Linked DNA regions of Mus musculus: regions 1, 2 and 3 are each linked to region 4. Evidence: chromatin contacts called from public Hi-C, HiChIP or PLAC-seq and promoter capture Hi-C data. All regions are on one chromosome and are shown on one strand. Each heading gives the region's core, a stretch centred on a gene start, on an enhancer-like site or on the middle of the called end of the contact. The rest is flanking DNA. Distances are from core to core; before and after follow the strand shown. Region 1 overlaps Gm33557 (a long non-coding RNA gene). Region 2 overlaps Oxr1 (oxidation resistance 1). Region 3 has its middle 27 kb from the start of Gm46502. Region 4 holds the start of Oxr1 (oxidation resistance 1).

Region 1 (2,700 bases), core at 51-2,550, 160 kb before region 4:
GGCCGGAAGAGGAGTCATCTGCATGATGAGGAAGCATAGGAACTTTTAAAGCTTTCTCAGTACTGTTTGGAAAGGCTAAAGATGGGATGAATAACTGGTTCTTCTCAAAGCAAAGCCCAGATGCCAGTAAAAGCAAGACAGAACAGCATGTGGCCTGTCACAGAGCTAGGCAGGATTCTGGACCATGCAGAGATCCTCAGCACAGGAAATAAATGTGGACTGTATTTAAATTAAAATGTAAATCGATCTGTTTTTTGAGCTCAGTCCCACTGCTGTGGAGAAAATGGATTAGAGAATATCCAATGGGGCAAAATGCTTATGGTTTCTGTTAAATAACAAAACTATGTCATCCACTGAACTACCATCTATCAGATAATGAATATCACTGTATCTCTTCTGTTTAGGTGGTCTTCCTAAACTATGTAGCTGGCCAATAGACGACAGTCAAGTTTAAAAAAGACTTGCCAGAATTTTTTGGACCAGCCAGCAGGTGAAAAATGACACACAGAGACTTACTAATTTTATGATAGCTTATGCCTTAGCTTAGGCTGCCTCCCAGCTAGGTTCTCTAACTTAATTAACACCACTATTCTAGTCCCCATCCCACTACATGGTCCGGTACCTCTCTCACTCCAGGTACATCTGACCTCTTGTCCTGCTGACAAATTTTCTCCTGCCTCATTCTTCTCTCAGAGATCCTCTCTCAGACCAGAAGTCCCACTTTCCCTTTCCTGCCCAGCTATTGGCTGTTTATATCTCTATTAAACCAATCAGAGGCTGAGGGATGAAGAATGTTTACAGGATATGGTGCAGGTGCAGAGTCATAAGTAAACAATAGCAAAGTCTGCCAGTACTCAGCCCAGAATTAACAATTTAGTACTTAGCTAGCAAATTAATAATTGGATAATACAAAGACAACCCTCACACAGTACACCCCATCCCATGACTCCCAGAGAACCTGCCATTTGTGTATGCACCAGTGGCTGTATAAGAGGACTCTGTTCAATGTCACAAACTTCCTTTCCTTTTAAATTCCATGGGATGGATTTCTGCTCAGTTTTCTATGTCTAGGGCATTCCTGAGATGGAAAGCATAAGGAAGGGCCTAGTGGCCTAGGATTCTACTTTGCTTGGGCTCTGCACGCACCACTCTCTAACAATGCACCTAGCAATCTTAGACTCCCACTTCCATGATGCTGTACGTATACCAACTTCAAACAGTGGCATGGATTCCTTCCCCTGGCGAACCAACAGTTACCCTTTTCCCATTCACACCCATACCCTTTTCCTGTTCACACCCATCTGGAAACACATTCCAGGACGATGAGTCAGTCCAGCCTGGGCTGATTTGGTGAGTATGAGCAGCAAGACAACTTTTGTCATCTGTTTGAACTTTTTGACTTTTGGGGAACTATATTTACTATCTTATGCATAATCAGATATACATATAATTAACATCAGAAGCGTTTTTAGGAAAGGACATGGGCAGTACAGATAAACTTAAATAATGCAAGCTTATCAATCTAAACAGACAGTCACCCTCTCTATGTCTCCTTCCAACCAAACCTCCCATTCTCCTGAACTCCATGAAAGGAAATTTCAAGCAATAACTAGACCTCAGGATTCCTTTCACACTCAGTACTTCTCTGCTCACCTGCAAGTTATTTCTGACCCATTCTATCATTTTGCTTTTAAGTAAAGATTCCTTAGTGCCTTATAATCTGTGTGCCACTTCTCTAAGAGCCTGGGAGTAACTGGTTTAGACAGCAACCACCACTCTCAGTTACATCAATGGTGTGGGTTTTCAGTTACCTTGTTTTTTGGTCTTTTTGTTATTTTTGTCTTTTTTATTTTTCAGAGCTGAGGACTGAACCCAAGGCCTTGTGCTTGCTGGGCAAGTGCTCTACCACTGAGCTAAATCCCCAACCCCGAGGCCTGGGTTTTCTAAACCTCAAAGCCCACCACTAATGACATACCTCCTCAACAAGGTCACACTGCCTCCAATATGGCCACACCTCCTGATCCATCTCAAAAAGCCCCCCCCACCACCACCACCAATTAGGGACCAAGCATTTCAATATGTGAGTCTAGAAGGGCCATTCTCACTCAAACTACCACACAACTATTTGCCTCTTTAAAGACTAAGATTAAAAAGAAACAGTTTTTTCTTTATATTTAAAAAAAGCAGTTAATGTCTTCCTATACTCATGACTTTGGCTTAATTTGACAGCAAATACTTTTCTCAGCTTCTTGGGGAATGGTTGAGAGGAAGTTAATTATGTTTCTATGGTGGTGGACCTTTGGGAGGAAAGAAAAACCTTATATCTGTCTCCCTCATTCTGTAATATCCTTTCTAACTAATGATACAAATTGACCTAAATCAACCAAATTAGCAGAAAACATGTAGGAGGTTAGAGTATATGCCCTTGTGTGATTGCTACTGCAAAATTATGAAACACATCCAATTTTAAACCAAACTTGAAGTGAGGTGAGTAGATGTTAAGTAATTCCGTATACCCTCTCAAAATGTTTCAGTGACAAATTCCATCTTAAACAGTTAGATGATTATAAACCCTGAAATTAAATTTCAGGATGAATAATTAAGCACAGTTCTTCAGAGTCTCCAGAAGAAATCACATTTATCTACAGCACAAACACTTGAAGTAATCGATTGGGAGTCAATTGGCAAGGCACTGAAGAA
Region 2 (2,700 bases), core at 86-2,585, 230 kb after region 4:
GAGTTGCTTCCTGCCTCAATGGTTGATGTTCCCGAATAAAAAACACAGTCTTTACATTTTAATATACCTTAAGCAGCACAACAGCTGGTTGATTACCTAGGCTCTATGCTGCTAGAATCTTGCTCCTGCCGATAATTTTGAGTTAATACTCACTAGTTTCTATGTTCCATCTTGGTCGCTCTGGACCCCTCTGGGCCATGCTTTCTCGGCTCAGAGCCCAGGGTGCCCACCTTGCTTCTCTACCCCATGGTAGCCGCTGAGTCTCTCCTCTTTCTACAATCTCCCAAAGCATGGTGGATCTCCTTCTTCCTCTCCTCCTGATCCTAAGTCCAGGAAATCCTAAACTCCAGCCTCTGTCTGTCCTCCCCAGCTATTGGCTGCTGCTATCTTTATTTACCGATCAGAATCAACTTGGGTCGGGTTCCCAGAAGCTACTTGTAGTGCGGACCCTCTAGTGCAAACTGGTCTGGGAGACCGCATTAATATTAAACTACAAATAGCCACATACCCAAGAAAAGGAAAGGATTCTGTAGAGATTATATGTTTAAAGCATAATGAACAGCTACTGTCATTTTTAGACCATGGAACTAGCTTTTAATGGCAGTAAGTGACTGCCTCCCGGTGGGTGTTTAATGGTGAGTTGATTCTACCTTGACCATGACTCCCTTAAGAAAGCAAAATGTAACTTTAAGAATTTAAGCAAGAAGAAACTTCAGACAAGTAGTTATATGCCTGCAGAGCTATAAAAGGGCTGGTGATGGAGGGTAGGGAAAACTGATGCTGCTTTTCAAAGACCAGGAAGTGCCAGAATAAGTAGGAGCTCCTGGCAGGGGTTCTAGGCCTCCATGGCACTGATGAGGAAAATTGGTACCGATTTCAGGGAGCCCTGCAAAGGTCTGATCTCTGCGCCCGTTAGGCCTTTATCATTAAAGGAGGAAAGCAGTGGTTTCCCGTGGTCTGCTTTCAAAGGCCTTTCGAGTACCTTTCCATGGTGGAATCTAAAGGCAAGCTTTACTTACAGGAGAATTTAGAAAAAATATGGAGTTGGTGCCTCTAAAACCTCTAGGTCATTTTGTATACATTCAGTGAAGCCTGCACTGTGCCATGCTTGAGAGAGCACGCTGGATAGTTGTATGTGTTATTGTAGATAATCTCATTGGCACTGGCTTAAGCAATGTTGACAGAATTAACATTCTAAATATTTGCACGTTCATTCTTATCCTGCTTCGTAACTGGGGCAAAGAAGAAAATCTTCTTCTGAATGATTCACAGGATGATAGTCTTAACAAAACACGAATCCAAGGAGAAAGAGATCTGCGCAGCACACAAATGGAAAGCAAGTTCCCTAGCAACCGCGCATGCGTGTGCCCAGCCTTCCGCAGTCCTTTGCCTTTATGAGCATTCTGTTAACAAGCATCATCCTGGTAAAGGGGGGAAGCAGGCAAGAATGTTTCAAGATTTTCCATTAGTGTAAGTTTTAGAACATCAAAGAATAACACTAGTTATTCAAATGTTCCTTTAGGTGTATCTGAATTGTTCCTATTGGAATCAATTAAACTTGTGGACCTACTACCAGTGAGAAGTCACTGAGCAAAAGAGACGCTGTTTACCTTAGGATGTCGGATTACATTTGATTGACATACAGCCCTGCAAATGTGTTTTTCTTCATGTCTCTATATAAATATAAAGAAAAGAAGTGTAACTTTAAAATTTACCACAGGAGCAAGTCTGTCTAAGGACTTTTAGTTAACAACCCACTTTGTTTAGTGCACGATATCCAAACTGATATTAATCCAACCATTTCTATATAAAATTATGAATGAAATATTTTCTTTAAAAAATGCAGTAGACCTGTTTTTATTGGACACTTCCATAGAGATAATAATTTCTTTTTAAAATTATTTTATTGAATTTATTTATTTATTTATTTATTTATTTAGTGTGCATGTGTGTGTGTGTGTGTGTGTGTGTGTGTATCTGTACATACATGCATGTGTGCCTTGAAGCATGTGTTGGGGTCAGATGGTGACTTACAGGAGTCAGTTCTTGCCCACCATGCGAGTTTCAGGGACCAAACTCAGGTCATGCTTAGCAGCAAGTGTCTATTCCCACTGAGCAGTTCACTAGCCTGGAAGAGCCTTCCTTCTAAATTTCAATACCATAGCCACATAGCAGTAGCTCTTAACCTGTGGTTTATAACCTCTTTGGGGTTGAACAATTCCTTCACAGGGAGTCACCTAAGAACATCAGGAACCACAGATATTTATATCACAGTTAATAACAGTAGCAAAATTACAGATATGGAACAGCCACAAAAAATAATTTTATGTTTGGGGTTCACCACAACATAAGAAACTATATTAAAGGGCCACAGAATTAGAAAGATTGATGACCAATACCCTATAGCATACTGAATTTGTACTAATCTCTTGATGGACAATTTGACTGCTTCTTCCTTCAGGCTATTTAAAGAATGCTGTTATCAGTATAATACAGTTAAGAAAATAACTGTGTCACCTTTCAGTTTTCTTGGTGATGCCTTAAGGTTTTGAAGAGCCACCATACTTCTCACTGTACCACTGTATAGACTACTGTATATATACATTGTATATACCAGTAGTGATACGCCAGAATTCCAAATTTGCATGCCCTTGCCAACACTTCTTTCTATATGTTCCTGTTTCAGTATTAGGGCTCTTA
Region 3 (2,700 bases), core at 174-2,673, 250 kb before region 4:
GCTTTCTAGAGGGTGTAAGAGATCCCCTGCCAGAACCCAGATTCCATCCAGACGATCACAGTTCTCTTTTGTCAACGGATAAGTCTAGCACTATGGAATTATTACTGGTTCACTGAAATCGTTATGAAACAGTTCTCATCTGTAATATAAAGTGTTTATAACAGAAATGCAGGCGTGACACAGCCACTGTGTTAGACTCATGTGTAGCCGCATTAAATGTCATGAGAGAAGAAGGTGTTAAATAAAAAGAACCTAACTATATAAATTCTAGGGATGCTGAGGATGTTCTGTCAATTAGAGTTCTCAGAAAATATAACCTGAGGAGTAATAATATTGAACTAGGGGTGCTAATAGATGATGTAATAGACGATGTCTAGTTATACACTTTGTATAAATCAATTAGTATACATAAAATAATTAATTGTACATAAAATGATTAATTGTGCATCATATTTGCACAAAGGTACAATATTCAACTCTATGACTTTTTATCTCTTAGACTCATGATTGCTATATTTAGGTGAAGAAATTCAACTCATGTAACTTGTAATCTTAGCTCTTGTGCCCTCACGGGCTCTGATCCGATCTGTGCTCTCTTCAGGAGTACATAATTTCCTGTTAAGCAGGGCCCATTATTTTAACACTCCTACTTGAACCAAACTCTGCTTCTTGTGCATGAAAAATAGTCTGCTAGTTGAACAGGTGGGAATATTTTATTTAACAAAAGCACATTCTCAATTATCATTTAAAAATACATAGATGTTATCCACTATGAATTTTTGGATGTAGTAGTGCAGTTGTAAACTTAAACTAATTTCATAAATTCAAGGTTAAGAGGATATTTTTTAAAAAAATTCCACTATGAAACAAAATTTACATTTCAGATCTCAAAACAGAAGAAGGAAACCTTTGAGTATCATTGACATTTAAATCCAACAGTTTTCATATTTTTCCTGTTAATAACTCAACTAGGAGATATATTTATCTTTTGTATTCTAAATTAGTTTCTTTAATTATATTGTAAAAGGACTGGAGATGTCTATGTGGATGTATTTTAGTATTGTAGCACATGAAATATAGGTTATGTTGCTAGTGATCTTATCTGGTGCTTAGTTAGATTTCTATTTCCATAGTAAAACACCATGGCCAAAAGCAACTTAGAGAGTAAAGGATGTATTTCTCCTTCCACTTCCATATCACCAGTATCACCACCCGTCCTTAAAGAAAAATCAGAGCAGGAACTCGAGGCAGGAACTGAAGCAGAGGCTGTCAGTGAACACTGCTTCCTGGCTTGCTTCTCCTGGCTTCCTAGTCCCACATCAGTTGTTAACCACAACCGTGTCTTGCAGGCTTGTCTCCAGGCCAATATAATGGAAGGACTTTTTCGGTTGAGGTTCTGCCATCAGATGACTCTAGATGGTGCCACGTTGACAAACAGCTAACCGGCATATCCAGCTCCTCTAAGGAGCTGCCAGTAAGCATGCTGTAAGTCCTACGTACATGAAGCTAAATTGCTTTGACTGCAAGTAAATTAAGTTTAAAAATAGAAATCATTTCAGCTAGCTTCAGTTACAGAAAATGTTGCTCCTTAGTTATATAAAAACAAGATTCAGATTGAGCTACCTTAATATGTCCATTATGACGCTATGCTATTAAAAATTACCTAATCTCATAAGTGAAATTCTCAAATAGGTAAGTATAACAGATTTCTCATGTAATCATACAAAAATAGTTTTTCTGTTCTCCTGGATCTTGACTACATTATAATAGTTACACACACACACACACACACACACACACACAGAATTATTATAGTGCAATAGTATGCAGTTAATTCATCAGTCAAATTCTACAAATTTATTCTTGGAACCTCTCTTGATTAAAATGAAGTCGCAGTGTTATTGTTATTATACCCTCCTAAAGTTCATATTGGTTGGTCAAATTTTTAGTCTTGATTTCTATTCATCTTTTTAATTACTTAATGTAATCTACCTTAAATGTGGAGTGCAGAGAAATCTGACTAATTGCCTGGCTGGATTTCACTTCAATTCCTCCTTACTAAGTGTGGGCTATACACCTCAGCCAAGAGTAAGGGTACATTATTGATCGACAGTGTTTAGTGTATTGCTCATGCTCTAATGAAGGAGACTAAAATGTAAAAATATAGCTGTAGTGACTTACAGTGAATGTTGTAGTAGATGTGTATATAGGGACAGAGAGTGCATGTTTGTAGTGAAGCAGACAACACTAAAGTGGACTAGAGTTTGCAAGAATGAGGTAATCTGGTTGGAGTTTCAAATGTAGCAAAGCTGGGTTGAATCATTCCGCCAAGTCCAGAGAAAGGGGACAAAAGACTGAATATGAGAGATGTGTACGTGTGGTAATAATGGCAGGGCTTTTATGTTGCTGAAACATCATTTGTATGGCCCTTAAATGTTGTCTCGGTCTGTAAGACTGGGTAATGATTAAGCTTTGATACCAGACAAATTATACTCGCTGACTGACATTAGTTATCTGGCATAGAGCAAACATATTTATGTCTCACTCACTTCATCCCTAAATAAGATTAATAATTGTTAAATTCTTAGGTAACTGATATTTTAAAACCCAGAGATACAGATATAGGTAATATCTTAGATATGTCATGGTACTATACAAGATTATCTTAGACACCAGAACATAGTATATTCTCAAAGATGA
Region 4 (2,700 bases), core at 92-2,591:
AACTGATGAATCTAATTTGGTGACTTCCAGAGAAAAAGCTAAAACTATAACTTGACCCAGGAAATATGTGAACATCTCATTCTTATAATTGAAATCTTTATTGATTTTTTCAGGGTAAAAAATAATGGGTTTCATTACGAAATGCATGTACATCACTATGCTTTTCTCAAATTCATTTCTTTTCCTTTTCAGTATAAATATTTCCTCCTCCCCTTTCCTCTTGGCTTTCGTTTTACAGACTGATGGACGTTTCACTTTCAAAGGAGAGAAGAGATAACACTAGTTGTCAGCAATTGAGGTGGGGTATCCTGGAGATTAATAGTGAGAACCCACTCACTACCAGGTTTTGAGAGGCCTTTGGGCTGATTTGCTGGTCGGATTGATGCAGTCTCATCTTGGCAAAGGGACCGACTTCCTTCAAGAAAGGGCCGAGGTCCAGTCTACCTAGTTGTACTTTGGCCCCTACCCCTACTCCTCTCTCATAATTTCCCAGGCAGAGTTGGAAAGGTGGGAGCGGTGGAAGTAGAAGGCAGCAGGCAGGGAAAGTAAATTACAGTTCAGGCAACAGGAACAGTGCCTCCAAGGTCAGGCTGAGTGTCAACTAATTATGTAAAATCCTGCGGAAATAGAAGTCGGGGAGAAGCCCAGCCTACTCTTGTATTTAAGGAGATCTTTCCAGAGCCCCTTTCAACCCACAGCCCCATACCTTCACCCTTTGGCCAGATCTTTGTATTTTGCCCGCCTTCCTTGATTTCTCGTTCCAATTCCACCAGAATAACCCTGAAAACTTTTTTCTTCCTCTTGGTAAGTCAGTAGCAGAGGAGCTTTCCCATAATTTCAGACCAGTATCTTCTCGATGTCTCTGTCTAAGGCCCTGAGGCTAGGGCTGCTGGGCAGCTCTGGGGACCGGGGACGGGAAGGGGTGCCATACCCCGCAGCCTGGAGTTGGGACTCTGCTCTGGCTACCCTGGCAGGTGTCTGTTCTTGGGGCACGGTTTCCCAGGGCAGGGGTCCAGGAGGACGCCAGCTCCCGGAGCCCGAGAGTTCGCTGCGGGGACGCGCGGAAAGGGGGTGCGCTGGCAGCCGGTAGCTTCCTTCCGCAGGAGCTATTTTTAGCAGGGCTTCGCCCCCCCTTTTCCCGGAGCCGCCGGCGTGGTCGCCTCCAGCTCGTGGCCGTCGCTCTGCAGCTCGGCGCCGCCTCCCCCGCCGCGGATGGCTCTTGGTAGCTTCCACGCGGGCAGGTCCGGAAACTGAGCAAGTCTGCAAGCGCTCCGCGGCCCCGGCGGCGGCGACGGCGGTGGGGGCAGAGCTGGGCTGCGTCAGGCTGAGCGCAGTCCGCGCGCGGCCGCGGGAGCGCAGTGCCAGCGCCGCCCGGCCCCACCGAGAGGGGCGCACTCGCCGCTACGGGGCTCGCACCGCTCGCCGCAGCCCCCTCCCGCCGACCCGCAAGTAAGTTTGTGCGGCTGCTGGGCGCCGCCGGGGCGAGGGCTAGGCGCTGGGGGAGCTGGGGATGGCGAGCGGGAAGAGCGCCTGGACACCCGGAGAGCGGGCAGCCTTCTGCCTCCGGAGTCCCGCGCTTCTCCCAACCGCTGGGCAGGTAGAGAGCTCCTGCTTACAAGGATGCTCTAGCAAAAGCTATAATGAGCAGACCCCGGAGGGTAGGACTGGCTCAGGGTTCAGGTGTGGGTCACTCTGGAAGGAAGAAGGACCGCGGATGAGGGAGCGGACCCGGCAGGCCAGGAGCCGGCTAGTGCCCGATGGGGAAGGGAAGGTTTGGAGAGCAGGGACCTGCCTGGGAACAGCCAAAAAGGGAAAGTGGTGTCCCTAGGACTGACAGAGGGTCAGAGAGCAAAATAGAAGGGCGGTGTGTCCTGAACCAGGATGACAGAAGGGGAGATAGATGGAAAGTGGGGCGTGTGAAAAGCGGATTTGTAGGAGAGTAAAGGACGCCAGTGGAAGGGTCAGTGGGCGCCTGATGGGCGGGTGAACTTGGTTAATTCGGGGAATCAGAACAAGCTTAGGTAGATATGATGGAAAGAGGCAGATTTAATTCAAGCCTCCGGAGGGAGTGTGTGAGGCAACACGTTGTGAGAACCAGCGGGTTTAGAAAGTGGCCTGGAAGGGAGGGCTGGAAAGGTGATGAGGGATATGGGGGAATGTGAGCAGGGAGTGGGGTAGATTCATGCCTAGGATAGGGAGGAAGGGGAGTTGCAAACCTGTGCATAGGGTTGGAGGCTTCCGTGAGTCAAGTCCCATGGTAGAGGTTTAGAGGTACTTCTCTGAGGTTCCTCTTCCATCTCCTATCTGGTTTGGAGGCTCCTAGGATCCTGGACAGAGATGAAGCAGGGAGGAAGGTAGTCACTTAAGGGGAGCCACCAGTGCTTTCGCTTACCGGATTGTGTATCCGGGTTCCTTTTAAGCAATGTGGGGCTGGGTTTGTGCGTTACACAGAGGGGGAGTGGTGTGTGTTCTAGGCCAAGGGGATCCCTAGTCTCCTATGGGGAGGGGGAATTTGTGTTTTGGGCTGGTTAGTAAGGTAGAAGTCTGCAGCGTGCAACACGCAGCAGGGGGTGTACATGCATGCGCTTTGCAGGTGCGTGGTGCAGGCCAGGGGTCCTCCGAGCTGTGCAGTCTGTCTCCACGACTGGGAGATCAGGACTCTGGACGTGGTCCAGGACAGGATTAAGGGAAACGTGCTTC

Evidence for each region. Promoter capture Hi-C pulls out the DNA fragments that hold promoters and counts their contacts. Hi-C and Micro-C count contacts between places; a contact is called where the count stands out from the background. HiChIP or PLAC-seq counts read pairs in DNA pulled down with a chosen protein or histone mark.
Region 1: a contact with region 4 is called in a Hi-C map of the N1E-115 cell line, with 2.9 times the contacts expected there. The contact joins the enhancer-like site here to the promoter of Oxr1 in region 4. A contact is called at or near these places in 1 of 39 promoter capture datasets (macrophages), 1 of 484 Hi-C or Micro-C datasets (the N1E-115 cell line) and 1 of 115 datasets of contacts at active chromatin or transcription factors (pancreatic cancer cells).
Region 2: a contact with region 4 is called in a promoter capture Hi-C map of hippocampal neurons, with 2.6 times the contacts expected there. The contact joins the enhancer-like site here to the promoter of Oxr1 in region 4. A contact is called at or near these places in 8 of 39 promoter capture datasets (3T3-L1-derived adipocytes, the HPC-7 cell line, cranial neural crest and 4 more), 6 of 484 Hi-C or Micro-C datasets (cortical neurons, embryonic fibroblasts, embryonic stem cells and 2 more), 14 of 115 datasets of contacts at active chromatin or transcription factors (SST interneurons, bone marrow-derived dendritic cells, bone marrow-derived macrophages and 5 more) and 5 of 9 other capture datasets (adipose tissue, embryonic stem cells, liver and 2 more).
Region 3: an H3K27ac HiChIP or PLAC-seq map of SST interneurons shows a contact between it and region 4, with 4 times the contacts expected there. The contact joins the enhancer-like site here to the promoter of Oxr1 in region 4. A contact is called at or near these places in 7 of 39 promoter capture datasets (the 3T3-L1 cell line, 3T3-L1-derived adipocytes, Sertoli cells and 2 more), 9 of 484 Hi-C or Micro-C datasets (the AML12 cell line, the N1E-115 cell line, cerebral cortex and 3 more) and 3 of 115 datasets of contacts at active chromatin or transcription factors (SST interneurons and embryonic stem cells).

Annotation. Positions count from the first base shown.
Region 1 is chr15:41,285,716-41,288,415 of GRCm38.p6, forward strand. The region is part of intron 3 of Gm33557 (a long non-coding RNA gene); the gene reads right to left. Among named protein-coding and RNA genes, the nearest start is that of Gm33557, 13 kb to the right of the region's middle. Within about 2 kb of position 1,301, at least 22 of the 459 cell types and tissues checked have an H3K27ac peak or open chromatin away from gene starts, as enhancers often do. A contact at or near this core is called in the N1E-115 cell line and pancreatic cancer cells, where this site is marked.
Region 2 is chr15:41,676,401-41,679,100 of GRCm38.p6, forward strand. The region is part of intron 3 of Oxr1 (oxidation resistance 1); the gene reads left to right. Among named protein-coding and RNA genes, the nearest start is that of Abra, 190 kb to the right of the region's middle. Within about 2 kb of position 1,336, at least 16 of the 459 cell types and tissues checked have an H3K27ac peak or open chromatin away from gene starts, as enhancers often do. A contact at or near this core is called in SST interneurons, cortical neurons and hippocampal neurons, where this site is marked.
Region 3 is chr15:41,199,633-41,202,332 of GRCm38.p6, forward strand. No RefSeq gene overlaps it. Among named protein-coding and RNA genes, the nearest start is that of Gm46502, 27 kb to the left of the region's middle. Within about 2 kb of position 1,424, at least 2 of the 459 cell types and tissues checked have an H3K27ac peak or open chromatin away from gene starts, as enhancers often do. A contact at or near this core is called in SST interneurons, where this site is marked.
Region 4 is chr15:41,446,141-41,448,840 of GRCm38.p6, forward strand. It overlaps Oxr1 (oxidation resistance 1), which reads left to right and starts at 1,342. Exons shown (of 17, transcript NM_001130166.1): 1 at 1,342-1,449.